Linked DNA regions of Xenopus tropicalis: region 2 is linked to region 1. The links are chromatin contacts, called in public Hi-C maps. All regions are on one chromosome and are shown on one strand. Each heading gives the region's core, a stretch centred on a gene start, on an enhancer-like site or on the middle of the called end of the contact. The rest is flanking DNA. Distances are from core to core; before and after follow the strand shown. Region 1 has its middle 37 kb from the start of ankrd9. Region 2 holds the start of rcor1 (REST corepressor 1).

Evidence for each region. Hi-C and Micro-C count contacts between places; a contact is called where the count stands out from the background.
Region 2: a contact with region 1 is called in a Hi-C map of gastrula embryo, with 2.9 times the contacts expected there. The contact joins the promoter of rcor1 here to the enhancer-like site in region 1. A contact is called at or near these places in 4 of 5 Hi-C or Micro-C datasets (brain, gastrula embryo, neurula embryo and 1 more).

What each region holds. Positions count from the first base shown.
Region 1 is chr8:97,642,179-97,648,684 of UCB_Xtro_10.0, reverse strand. No RefSeq gene overlaps it. Among named protein-coding and RNA genes, the nearest start is that of ankrd9, 37 kb to the right of the region's middle. Within about 2 kb of position 2,769, at least 3 of the 11 cell types and tissues checked have an H3K27ac peak or open chromatin away from gene starts, as enhancers often do. A contact at or near this core is called in gastrula embryo, where this site is marked.
Region 2 is chr8:97,692,087-97,698,644 of UCB_Xtro_10.0, reverse strand. It overlaps rcor1 (REST corepressor 1), which reads right to left and starts at 1,626. Exons shown (of 12, transcript NM_001045668.1): 1 at 1,324-1,626; 2 at 519-578. The coding sequence starts at 1,465.

The sequences.
Region 1 (6,506 bases), core at 1,520-4,019:
CCACGTTATGCATTCAATAAACTGCGTTTGGAAAGGGTTGAATACTGTTTTTTAAAATGAAAATTTAGCTCTTCTAGTGCAAAAAGCACAATAGCACTCTCTGCACTAGTGATACTGCCCCCCCAATGACCCACCCCAATGCCAGAGCGGTAAGAGCAGGGAAGAAGGGGTGCTGCTGATTCCAAAACAGCATAAATGAACCATTTTCTTTGATCATATATAATTACCTTATTGAGTCTGCTCTATAAGGCACAAAAATGGGCTAAATTTCTTTTGGGAAAACTGGGAGTTTTCCACCTCCTCCTCTTATTTTTCCACCCAGGGTACACTATATTATGTTTTTGGTGCCGTGCCCTGACATCAATAAGAACAGAGCACTGCGGGTAGGATTCAAGAAATACAGGTTTTGCATGCACAGTTTATTTCAGAATGAGGGCACGGCTTCTCCAGCACGGGGACACACAAACTGTTTTAACGTTTTGCTCTGTAATTGGGTAAATTAGATTTAGATTTTAGGCTGTGTGTATCAAAAATATGGAATTTAACTTTAGTTTACTGTCTGTTCACTGTATACGCCCATTTATTTATCCTTATATTGTTAGGAAATTGGAAGCTTATGTGAGCTAAATATCAATAAATACAGTATCTACTGTGTGCACGCAAACAGTCCCAAGTTTCTGTCGTGATGGCTACATATATTATGTAGTCGGTGAACTATAGCTAACAACATCACTGATATCAGCTAACTGGTACAATAATATATCCAGGAGAAGACCAAACATTAAATCCTAATAATCATTAAAGGGATTCTGTCATGATTTTTATGGTATACTTTTTTTTCTAAATTACACTGTTTACATAGCAAATAATTCTCTTACATTTAAAATGTATACTTGAACCAACAAATGTATTTTTAGGCGTAACATTAGTGTGTAGGCAGCCATCAAACACATTGTACCTGTGTCTGAGCTTTCAGAAGGAGCCAGAGCTACACATTATTACTGCTTTTAGGTAACCTATTGTTCCTCCTACTCCCATGTAACTGGAGGAGTCCCAAGCCAGACTTGGATTTCTTACTATTGAGTGCTATTCTGATATCTACTGAGAGCTGCTATCTTACATAGTTACATAGTTACATAGTTACATAGGGTTGAAAAAAGACCATTGTCCATCAAGTTCAACCCATCCGAATAAACCCAGCACACAACCTATACTAACCAATCTATACACTCACATACATAAACTATATATATACAACCAGTAATACTAACTGTAGAACTGTAGATATTAGTATCACAATAGCCTTGGATATTCTGCTTGTTCAAAAACTCATCCAGGCCCCTCTTAAAGGCATTAACAGAGTCTGCCATTACCACATCACTAGGAAGGGCATTCCCCAACCTCACTGCCCTCACCGTGAAAAACCACCTACGCTGCTTCAAATGGAAGCTCTGTTCCTCTAATCTATAGGGGTGACCTCTGGTGCGCTGATCTTGCTCCCTTCCCATTGTTCTGCTGATTGGCTGCTGGAAGTGGGGGGGGGGGGGGGTTAATCCAACTTGCAGCTCAGCAGTATACTGTGACTGAAGTTTATCAGAGCAGAAGTCACATGGTTGTGGCACCCTGGTAAATCAAGAATATGGCTAGCCACATGTGAAATGTCAAAGTTAAATATAAAAAAAACTGTTTGCAGGATTCTGTTGGATCAGCTATATTAACTGATGTGTTTAAAAAAATGGTTTCCCATGACAGTATTCCTTTAACAGTGATCCATTTAATCTGCTGTATTTTTGGGGAGTGCCTGGCTATTGAATTGAGACAGCCTTATCTTTAAATAAGTGATATATTTATTTACAAAAGAATTACAAAGTATAAAATAACAAGAGAACTAGCTAAGATAGAGGGAGGAAGAAAGGGAGAGCATAAGTGCCTAACAATGTGTTTACAGAGCTTTTACATAAACATGAGACAGACCATTCAACTGAGCATAACCCATACACACCCAAAGGACAGTCCTAACCAATCAGATCAAATTTAGTTTTTTATGATGATTCATCTCTTCTCAGTCAGGAAGGAAGGTAGAACTTGATAGGTTGCACTGTAGAGTCCAATGCTTCAGGTATCCCTTTGTTGAGCCAGCTAGGTCTCCTTTCCTTGGGAACTTTGACTATCCCAGCACCCACACTAGTGTGTACAGTCATTTACATCTCTTTGATATAGACTATTTTGTAGCTGCAAGGATTGTTGTGTAGTTTTATGGCATGATGTCTGTTGTCCAGGCTTATACCTTCAGGGCGAAGACAGACGGGACAATTAGTTGCCGCAACTTTTCTAAAAATCCAGTTGCGGCAACCAAAATGAACCTAGGCTCAAACAATCTTATTAAAATAAAGAGAATACTAGCTGCCAGAGAGAGGACCACATCAATGAGCCAATGCAGTCCTCGATCCAACAGGAAAATCAAGCCTGTCTGATCAACAGCTGATTGATTTACGCCCAGATATCAGTCAGGGAGGTCCCAATACACCGACATGTAGTTGAGTTCAACTTTCCTTTTTTTGCTATAGCAAAACAGCCAGTATAGTTGGAGAGGTTTATGTTAGATCATTATGTACAAACATGTGAACTGATAAGTGTCTTAAATATAATTAGTTCTGGGCCAACTTATATTGGCACCCAATGCATGCCCCCCCCCCTTCCACTGGTCGTGCACTTACCTCCTTTCCTGCTGATTGTTTGCACCACCCCCTGCTGCCACTGCTGGTTGCTCCCTTACCTCCACCCCCATCAGATGCATCTCTGCCCCTCCCCACACTTGTTGCAGCCTAAGCAGTCACATCTGTTGCCTGCCTGTAGTCCTAACCTGCATATCATGTAATCATTTTCTGGTATATTTTACTACAGTGCCAGGCCAACTTCTATTGGCACCCAAGATTTGGCGTCCATCCATCCTGCCAGTTGCTTGGAATCCCCCCCCCCCCCTTCTGCCATATACCTCCTCCTACTGCTTACTTACTCAGTCACAGACCCAGTGTTAATAACTAACTTACTCCTGTTCCTAGTTGCACCCCACACCCCATTGCACTCTGTGCAGCCGCCTGTTTTGCCTACTCATAGCTTTGGTCCTGGGCACCTGTTCGTACCTCTTTCTGACTTTAACCAGAAGACAGGCCTGGACTGGGATTTAAAATAGGCCCTGGCATTTCCAGTACGCATATTGTCAGCAGATAAGCGCAGGCTGACAATATGCCCGTATGCTTCAAAAAATCTTCTCAATGTGCCTGCACCCAGAAGCATTGAATCCACTTTGGTGCAGGCACATGCAGTCGATATCCGCGAAGAAGAGAAACACAGGCTGGCAATATGCTGCGTGTTCCCTTGCCCTAAAGCAGCACAAACTGAAGCAAAGGGTGCCTATGTCCCCACTACAGTGTGTTGGAATTAACTGACACCGTATAAACCACCGTTTGGCTTTTTGATGTGCACGGTGTTGGACCACCTGATCCACCAGCAATAGTGAATATTGCACACACAACCACCACCAGCAGCTCAATCAATCAATAAATCTGTTTTTGGCCACAAAATCAGTAGGCACACAGCTTTATCTCAGAGCAGTTTCTCGTGCATTATAAACATATACCTTTACAGTACTCTTTTATGTTGGTATATTCTCCATGTTAGCTTTTCAAGAATCTATACCCCCCTTCAAAAAACAACTGTAAAATCCTGCCTATTTTTCTACTAGAGAGGGAAGGCTGGTCTCCTAGAGGTTTGCTTGCATCCCAGCACACACATCAAGCTTTTGCCTTAAAAGCCTTTTATGTTGCAGTGTTTGTACTTTCTGCTTCACAGTCTTTATCGTTCCCTTGCTATGTGGGTTTCAGACTTTTTCTGTCTTCATTGGCAGCTGCTGTAAGCGGCACTGGGAAGAATAATGCCCTCAATGCACTACATTTAAAGTGATACTATTACTAAAACTAGGCATCAAACTATTAATGTACAATAAAAGTTACCTATAGATCATGTTGATTGTTTTTTGCTGATAGGGCTGCTTTTGTAAGTAATTGTTACTTAAGGTGGCCATACACGAGCAGATCCGCTCGCTTGGCGATGTCGCCAAGCGAGCGGATCTTCCCCCGATATCCCCACCTACGGGTGGGCGATATCGGGGACCATTTAGGTAAAAAAAATAATAATCCGATCGTTTGGCCCTGGGGCCAGACGATCGGATTATGTGGGCGGCAATGGGGCAGTCGGATCTGGGACCGCATCAACGAGCCGATGCGGTCCCCGATCCGACCAGATTTTCTAACCTGGCCGATCGAGATCTGGCCAATTTCAGGCCAGATATCGGTCGGCCAGGCCGCTCTGCTCTCCCCATACACGGGCCGATTAGCTGCCGAATCGGTCCAAGGGACCGATATCGGCAGCTATAGTCGGCCCGTGTATGGCCAGCTTTACTGTTCCTAAACCTGACTGTCCCTTTATCAACCTAATTCTAATGGACTCCTGCTGCACAAATATGCCAGCCCCCTTATAGAGAAACATGGGGGATCAGATTTAAAAGATTTAAAAGCATTTGGCAAATACTTTAATGGGAAATTTATAAATATCATGCAAAGACAATGTTACGAGAGATATAAAAAAGAGGTTTAATTTCTGGTGTCAGTATTGTACCACAAATATGTTTTTCCTGGAATATGTCACACAATCAACTAGTAGTCATCTACTTGTAGTAGTCTAAAAACATTTCATTGGTTTCTATGGTGTGTGCCACATGGACAGCAAACTGGATTAGAATACCACCACAGAACACAATGGAATCTGTTGTAGCCTCTACAAGTTCAAGTACAAGCAATTTAGTGAGAAAAACTGATTTTATTGTTTATCACATGAAAATTCCATTGTGATTTACAGGAAAAACTAGAACTGAATTAGAAGGAAAGTTTTTTCTCCTTAAATTAAATCTCGCCCATACATTTTCACTTGATAAACCATAAAGTAAAGTTTTCTTGTGGAAGTTAAACTGTCCCTGTGTTTTTTTAAATGGGTTGTTCACCTTTAAAATAACTTTTAGCATGATAAAGAGAGTGCTATACTGAGACAATGTGCAATTGGTTTTCATTGATTGAATGAGAGGCTGGAATATGAATTGGAGAGGTCTCCAATTGTAGCCTTATACAGCATTTGTTTTTTAGATGTTGGGGTCAGTGACCAACATTTGAAAGCTAGAGAGTCAGAAGAAGGCAAATAATTCAAAAGTTAGCCATTCTATAACATAGTAAAAGCTAACTTAAAGGTGAACCACCTTTCCTATTCTAAAGGTGGCCTCGGGAGAAGATCTGCTTGTTTGGCAATGTTGCCAGGCTCTTTTCTCTGCTGCCATTTCCAGCTGGCTTCCTGACTCAGCTGCGGCTCTCCTGCATGCCAGTCACACTTCCTCACACTGTGCATCTGCTGAGACTCCCCAAGGACTTCCATTCTCCTCTTAAGTCTACTAAGTGCTTAGTTATCATACTTGATTATGTGTTTTGCTCCTCCAGCTGTTGTTACTCCAGTTGCTTGATTCCTCTGCTGCTTTTGCGCAGAAAGAGCCAAAGAAACATATTAAAGGACACATAGCACGTCAAATTTGTTTCCCTCACCAGATGTGGAGGCTAACAGAGCCCAAACTACATTTGGAAGAAACAATAGTACATGTATGGGATTCATTATCCGGAAACCCATTATGCAGAAAGCTCTGCATTATGGAATGACCATCTCCCATAGACTCCATATTATTCAAATAATTACATTTTTTTTAAATTATTCCTTTTTCTCTGTAATTATAAAACAGTACCTTGTACTTGATCCAAGCTAAGATATAATTAATCTTTATTGGAGGCTATACAGTCCCATTGAGTTTAATTAATGTTTAAATTATTTTTTAGTAGAAAAAGCATATAGACAGGGTCGCTGCTGGCCAAATGGGTGCCCTAAGCAGAAATTTACTTTTGTGCCCCCTCCCCCAAATATTACGGAAGTAAAAATAAAATAATAAAAAAAAACCTACTATAGGGGCCCCACACACAGTGCCCCCAATTGCCCCCATAGACAATGCCCCTATAGTAAGTGCCCCCAATAGCCCCCATAGATTGATTGAACTATCCGGGACAGCGGGATGCGCTATAAAAACCGGCGGGACAGTGTTGGGGGGTATGTTATAATATATAAAAATGTTTTTTTTTGGAGCAGCTGGGATGGTGCCCCCCTGGGAGTTGGTGCCCTATGCAGACTGAGTACTCTGCTTATAGGAAGCGGCGGCCCTGCATATAGATTCAAATTCCAAAAAAACCACAGGTTCTGGATAACAGGTCCCATACTTGTAATTCTTCAGTAAAACCTCCTCACAAGTTCTATACACTGAGCTCACGCTCACATACATGGGAATAATGGGCAAACTAAGGCATATGCTCATTATGTAAGTGCCTGACTGTGGCATACTGTTTTTAACAGCAATTACATTT
Region 2 (6,558 bases), core at 377-2,876, 51 kb before region 1:
TTGTCAGATCTGTATTATAGTATATATTTATAGTGTATTATAGTATATAGTTATTGAACCATATCTGCAACTGTTTCATTAAACCCTCCATTACAATGTATTCTATTAGCCAGATGACTGTAAATACACATGGGCTACTGTGCGAGTAGCCAGACAGATCCACTCCTGGATTCTCTGAAAGAACATTTCATTTTCCAGAAGTCTGGCAGCACGTTTGCAGAACACGTTTTCTCCCTGCTGTTCCTCCTATAAACAGTAGGTGTATGATGTGGTAGGAGGAAAAAGTTGCTATTTCATCAATGTAAAATTAGAAATTAACTTCAATAATAGGCATTCACCAGAAAGCATTCTCATATAATGGCACAGACACTCAGGTACTGATCAGATAGATTGCAGGTCCCAAAGTTTCTACCAGGCTAGGAATAAATGAACAATTTAAGTAGCAAAGGTGAGTTTGAGGCTATCACAGCCAACAATAGTACAGCAGTAAAGGAAGTGGAACAAGAGATGTCACTTACCCTGGTCAAATTCAGGCACTACTGCTTGGAACTGCAGGCCAACCCGCATGCCCCCACCACCTGAATGACCAGACAGTAGAGAAAATAAGTGTAAGGGGTAGTTTGCAGGTGAAGCTGCCAAGTAGATAACATACAATTATAATTAAAGCTTTTTCTAAGAGTTGTAATAAGAGCCTCTAATAGATGACAGTACAGATAATGCAGCCCTTCACAGCATTATATTTACATTAACAGCTGGAGTAAGGAATCATTAGGGCACTGCTACAATGGAACAAAAGAAACGTTCGACTTTATGTTCCTTTACAGAACTGCGCAGATCAGAAAATTTAAACTACAACTCCCAAGATTCCCTGTCAGAACCCCTGATGGAGGACGGTGAGTGTTGTAGTTTAGCAACAAGTGGGCAGTTGAAGATCAATGGGACAGGGTATAATGTATATTGAAGTACTGGAGAGGGGGGGGGGGGGGGGGGGGGGGGTGACCTGGGCGATCCCGGTGGGTAATACGCACAGCACAGCAATACTAAACAGCTACAGTTAAAGGCATTCATCCGTCTCTTAAACTACAACTCGTTTAATTCCCCATGGCCATCGGATGCCTTTGGTTATCGGGGGTACCCAGTGTTGCGGCTGGCCAGAAGCTGGGGGGCCGCAGGTTGAACCTTCCGACTTTGTGGGGTACAGGGGCAGGGGAGGATGATCTGAAGGAGCATAAAGTGCAGCCAGAAGGTTGGATGGAAGGAGGAGGGCTCGGAAGGGCATGGGAAGGGGAGTGAGTTCGAGGCTACCACATGGAGCTGACCTACCCTGCTCATCATCGCTTGAGGAGCTCGAGCTGCCTTCCTCCCACGAGTTACTGCCATTCACACTCGTGCCCAAACTTTTGCTGTTGGCAGCATTATTCCTGCCCCTTCTCTTGCCCGATACTTCTGCCCCTTTCTCGATCATGGCTGGCATTCGGGGTACCCCTTATCAGCAGCGAAAGTATAAGAGGAGGGACCGAATAGACCAAGCAGTTTCCACGGGAGACTCGGTCCCGCTGATGCCCGCCTAGAGCTACCTCCGGGGGACGCGGTAGCCGCTATAAAGAACAAGCCAACTTTCCGTCACATCGCCGCCCGCACTGGCCACTCTGTCTCACTACAACAGGCTCAGCACAGCGGCTAGGGAACAACCAAACTTGATGCGTTGGTCCCATTGGCTGCCGGCGAATTTTGGAAAGGGAACTCGCCTTTGCATTGGTTGCCTTTCCTGTCACTCAGGCAAGAGCCGGCGTTTCCGTTTGTCTGTTTGGTTGACTCGCATCTCCTCTTGTACGTGGGTTTGGGGTTTGCAATCTCTACGCCCCATGATACCAGGTTCTTTCCTAGCTTCTTGCCTTGTGTTTGGAAGGGGCTATACTCTTAACTATTGATGAAGCCTTTTCAATTAAATCATAGTACACACTCAAAAAGCTTTACAAAGTGGCTTACTAGAGATGCATGAAAAGAGTTCGACCGACATAAAATAATTATATATTCATGGGACTATTTTTTCTCTTCTGGATGGCGGATGAACACACGCATCAGTCTACTTTTCCCTTGGTATAATAACTAGAGATTGTAAAATAAATGATGAGCTGATATGAGACTCTGGGGCTATTTGTTTGGATCACCACTGGCACAAGTTAGAGGCTAATGAGTTTAGTGCTGTGATAGAATAACTGGCTAGTGGCCATTCTTTATGCCGTAGATACTTTTGCACACAGGAAAACTACCGCAAATTATAGAGATGCAGTGCCTAGGGTAGTGAAAAGAGACCCTTATATTATACATCATACTAGTTTATTATATTACTATATTAATTCTGTTATAATCATCAGAGACAAAGGCTATTGGGAGGATTTAGGGAATTTTAAGTAAACAACAGCTGAAGGGCAGCAAGCCAGATCGTCTTAGGTCATATACCCTCCCCCACCAGAGGGCGCCACATTTGTTGAATTGATGGGGCGCATTCTTTTTTAACTTTTGTACTTGTGTGATTTATTATTCATAGTTGGAAATATTTTAATGGCAACATAAAGTGAAATGGAAGGAGCCAATTAAGGGCTCAAGCACACCGGTGTTTTGTTTGTGTTTCAAAGGGCTTGCTGAATGAGAAAAAGCCACTGAATCGTAATTGCAGTTGGATTCAAGCAGATCCAGTCCTTAATCCAATGGGAAAATCAAACAAGCGCAATCGGCATTTGTCCAATTTTTGGCCAGATGTCAGGTAGGTCTGCTGGAGGGCCCTGCACACAGGTCAATAAGGTGCCGCAGGTGTTTTTTTATGTGTTTGACACACGTTTTAGAAGCATGTTTGAATCCACCTACAGCTTCAGCTAATTGACTCCATTATATTATGCCTGGTTTTACTCAAGCATATTCAAAGTTGTGTTTTTTGGCATTTGCATTTCATTGCGTTTTACAGGCACCACGTGCTGCATTTTCTTGTGCTTGACGTGTAAGTTGTTAGGAAGCCTTAGGGCTTGTACAGATGAACATTTCTTCCTGCGCTCCCCCTTGGTGGCGTTCTCCTGCATTTCACCTCAGGGGAGTGCAGGAAGAAATGCTTCCAATTTTTTCTCATGGGGCTGTACTAACACAGGCACATGTAAGCGCCAAATGCTGCATGTTGCTGCATCTGTATAAGCCATTAGGGATCTTACACATGGTGAGACGCAGGTTTGGGTGCATCTAAGGCTGATGTCAGACGTGGCGTATTCTCGGCAAGCTGAAAAATGCTTGCCGAGAATATGCCCTGTGTATTCTCAGCAAGCATTTCTCGGCTTGCCGAGTATACGCCATATCTGACATCAGCCTAAGTGCATCGCTAATTGAATAAAGGGTTGCATTTAATTTGGAAATTACAAAAACATACTGGGGTGTAAATATACATAGATTCTCAATATATGTGTTTTTATGTTCTCAGCATGGGCTTCTAAAGGGTTAATAAAACTGTTGAAACACAAATCTGTATTAATAAATGACCCATCCATTAACTTCAATGTGGTAGCCCCAGCATTCGTTCTATTTGCAAGTGCAAATGTTTTCAGGAAGGTGGGGTTAAATAAATAGATCAGTGATGCCTGGCTTGCAACCCTCCACAACTATTGTTGAACTACAACTCTAACATTACACTACATTTCTGGGGATCTGCAATTCAATGCCAGCTGGAGGGCAAAAGCTTGGACATCCTTATGAATATACTGAATAGATCTAACAATAGTGCTTTATCAACAGTTCTCCCCTGCAAAGAGCCCCTGTGATGCAGAGGGCCCCAAGGCAAATATCCTTTCTGCCCTACCCAAATCCTGGCCCTGCCTATGCCTGACAGAGAGTTTTCACACAACCTCCCCCACCACCATTTTTTTTATCCCCTCTGCTGGGGAGGCCTAGAAGTGGGTGGTACTGCAAGGTGTTACCTACGGCTGCTGGCTATATCTCTGAAAAAGACGTTGTGAAATGTGAATATAACATGGCTGTACTGACAAGCTCCAATTAACGACTCTCCTTTCGGTGTTGTCACATGTTCCGTCACCAACAGCACATGCTGCTCTTGGAGTCTCCAGTAGGAAAGGGGTTAAAGTGCTCTCAGCAGCAAAAATATGTAAAGACTTCCTGTGCAGCATGAACCTTTTTTTCTGATTTCTCTCCCCGGTCGACTAGAGCTCAGTCCTGTGTTATACTAGGCAACGCTTGAGAAGGCATTGCTAAATTATGATTTAAGCACACACCTTAACCGCAGCAGCAGCAATTAGGAGGAGGTTTAGTCCCAATGGCATGTACTTGTGCCCAAAAAAAGGAAAGGTTAATAAGGCTTTTTTTTTGTGCACCATTAATCCTTGTCCCCAAATGGCAGTGAATTGGTTAAGTGTTCCTGTTTACAGTAAAGTGAAACTATGCACTGGAACACAGCATATGGAGCTTCTTGTAGATGGACCATCCAAGGGAATGAGGATATTTGTGTTTAGGCACATACATGTGCATTACTGGGCTATTCCAGGGAAACAAATGAATAAGAAGCCGGTCTTCCCACTTCATTAGCCACTTTCCAGAATGTGGAACAATGCAAAGTTCAGTCTCAACAAGCCTATCATCTAGTGCTCTTATTTACGCTTGTCTCAGTTTAACTACGGTATAAGAAAAGGACCTGAAAACATACAACATTTTAGCCATACTTGTGTTGCATGCTTACAGTGTTTGCATAGCAGGTTGATACAAGGCTCGTAAACAGCCCCATAATCTCAGAGATACACTGACAAAGCAGTTTCCACTATACCTGATTACATTTACTCACTCTGGATTAAATACATATACGGAGTTTGTATTATTATTTGATCCCGCACTTATTTGATTTTGCTCATTGGTTGTCTTATGTTGTTGGTCAGGGCTGCTTTAATAATTGGGCAAAGGGTGGTTTTTCCAACTGCAATAACTATTGAATGAAGCATATAGTATGTCCCACCCCTCAGAAATGGCAGAGCCCCCATTAAAACAGCTAGAGAATGCAGCCAATTCTTGCATTGGCCAGAGTTGCCAGGTGTCTACAATTTCTTTTGACAAATCCCAGTTTGAACTCACCTCCCCAGAAATGTTTATTGCAGAAAATGAACCTTTTTTTAATGGCCAATTGCACATAAGTATCTAAACAATTTTATGATCTAAAATCAGTTCAGAACTTTTAGGCAGTGCCACCTCAATCCTTTAGGCTAATGCCACACGTAGCATAGGTAGCGTATTCTTGGCAAGCCAAAAATCACCTGCCAAGAATATGCTGCGTACGCTTAAAAATCCTCCTACCTGTGTCTGCACCCGATAGCATTGAATATGCTCGGGTGCAGGCACATGTAATCAATATCCGCCAACCAAAGTCTTGCTTTTTTGGCAGATATCTTCCACATAGTCATTTCCCCTGCATTCCTCTGCAGTGGAACGCAATGCATCATGTCTTGTTCCGTTGTTTTTCTGAGTTCTTAGATGCACCTCTGTCAGTAGGGGCAGATATTGCATTTCGCCCTGCTCTCCCCTGCGCTGGAACGCACAGAAAATCCACCTCAGGAGAACGCAGGGCAAAACACCCATGTGCTTGACTCCTTATGTGCAGCATGCGTCTAAATTAATTGCTAACTAGCCACGCAGGGCGTGGATTAAATAGGTGGCTGGTGGGTGAGGTGGCAACCCTTACTAAAGGTCATAGGAACCTATGTGTCGCTGAAAAGAACTCTGAATGTTCTGTTGTCAGGCAGTTATTCTTTATGATTTTTATGGAGACAAGCCCAATATATACAAATCTTACCCATATTTGTAGCCAACCATTGCTTGTGGCCAACCATTACCTTTGTGTCAGTTCATAAAACATAAGTATCCCCTTTGCCCCTTTGTTTTTTATTTATTTTGAGTTATAACCAGTTTAATAATGGATAATTCAACCTGTTACACTCCAGTTCGTAATAAATACTCCTGCCAGACTTGTATAGCTTAATAACCACGTTTGCCATACCACTCTGTCCCTATGTTGGCTTAGGCTACCATTAAGCATAAAGTTCATCAACTGACCCTGATGCCAAAAGCAGTTCACATTATACTCCACCCTATATCTCAGAACTTAACTACACAGATCCAACTTATGTACCCTTTTGTACCATAGAATTCTTTCTCTGTACACTATTTTGCACTGCCTCCAGCTAATTGCAGTACTTTGTTCCTAGGATTGCCACCTGCCTTGTGTAAAATATGGAAAATAAATCATCCCAAACTTAGCCCTTAATCTCATAGCCCCCATGTCCAATGAACGTCATAAACAATTACATTTCTTTGTATTACTTTGTATTTGGTCAGAAGCACATCATGATGAAGGGTATAATAATTTTCAGGTATGTTCAACTTAAAAGCTAAACTCTCCATCATATTAATTTTTGATATGTGTTAGAAAATTATACTCTAGGACAATATTTATTTATTTTATAATTAATGCTTTTTGAACTGTTTAACTTTTTGTTCTGTAGTGCTTGAGTTTACGAT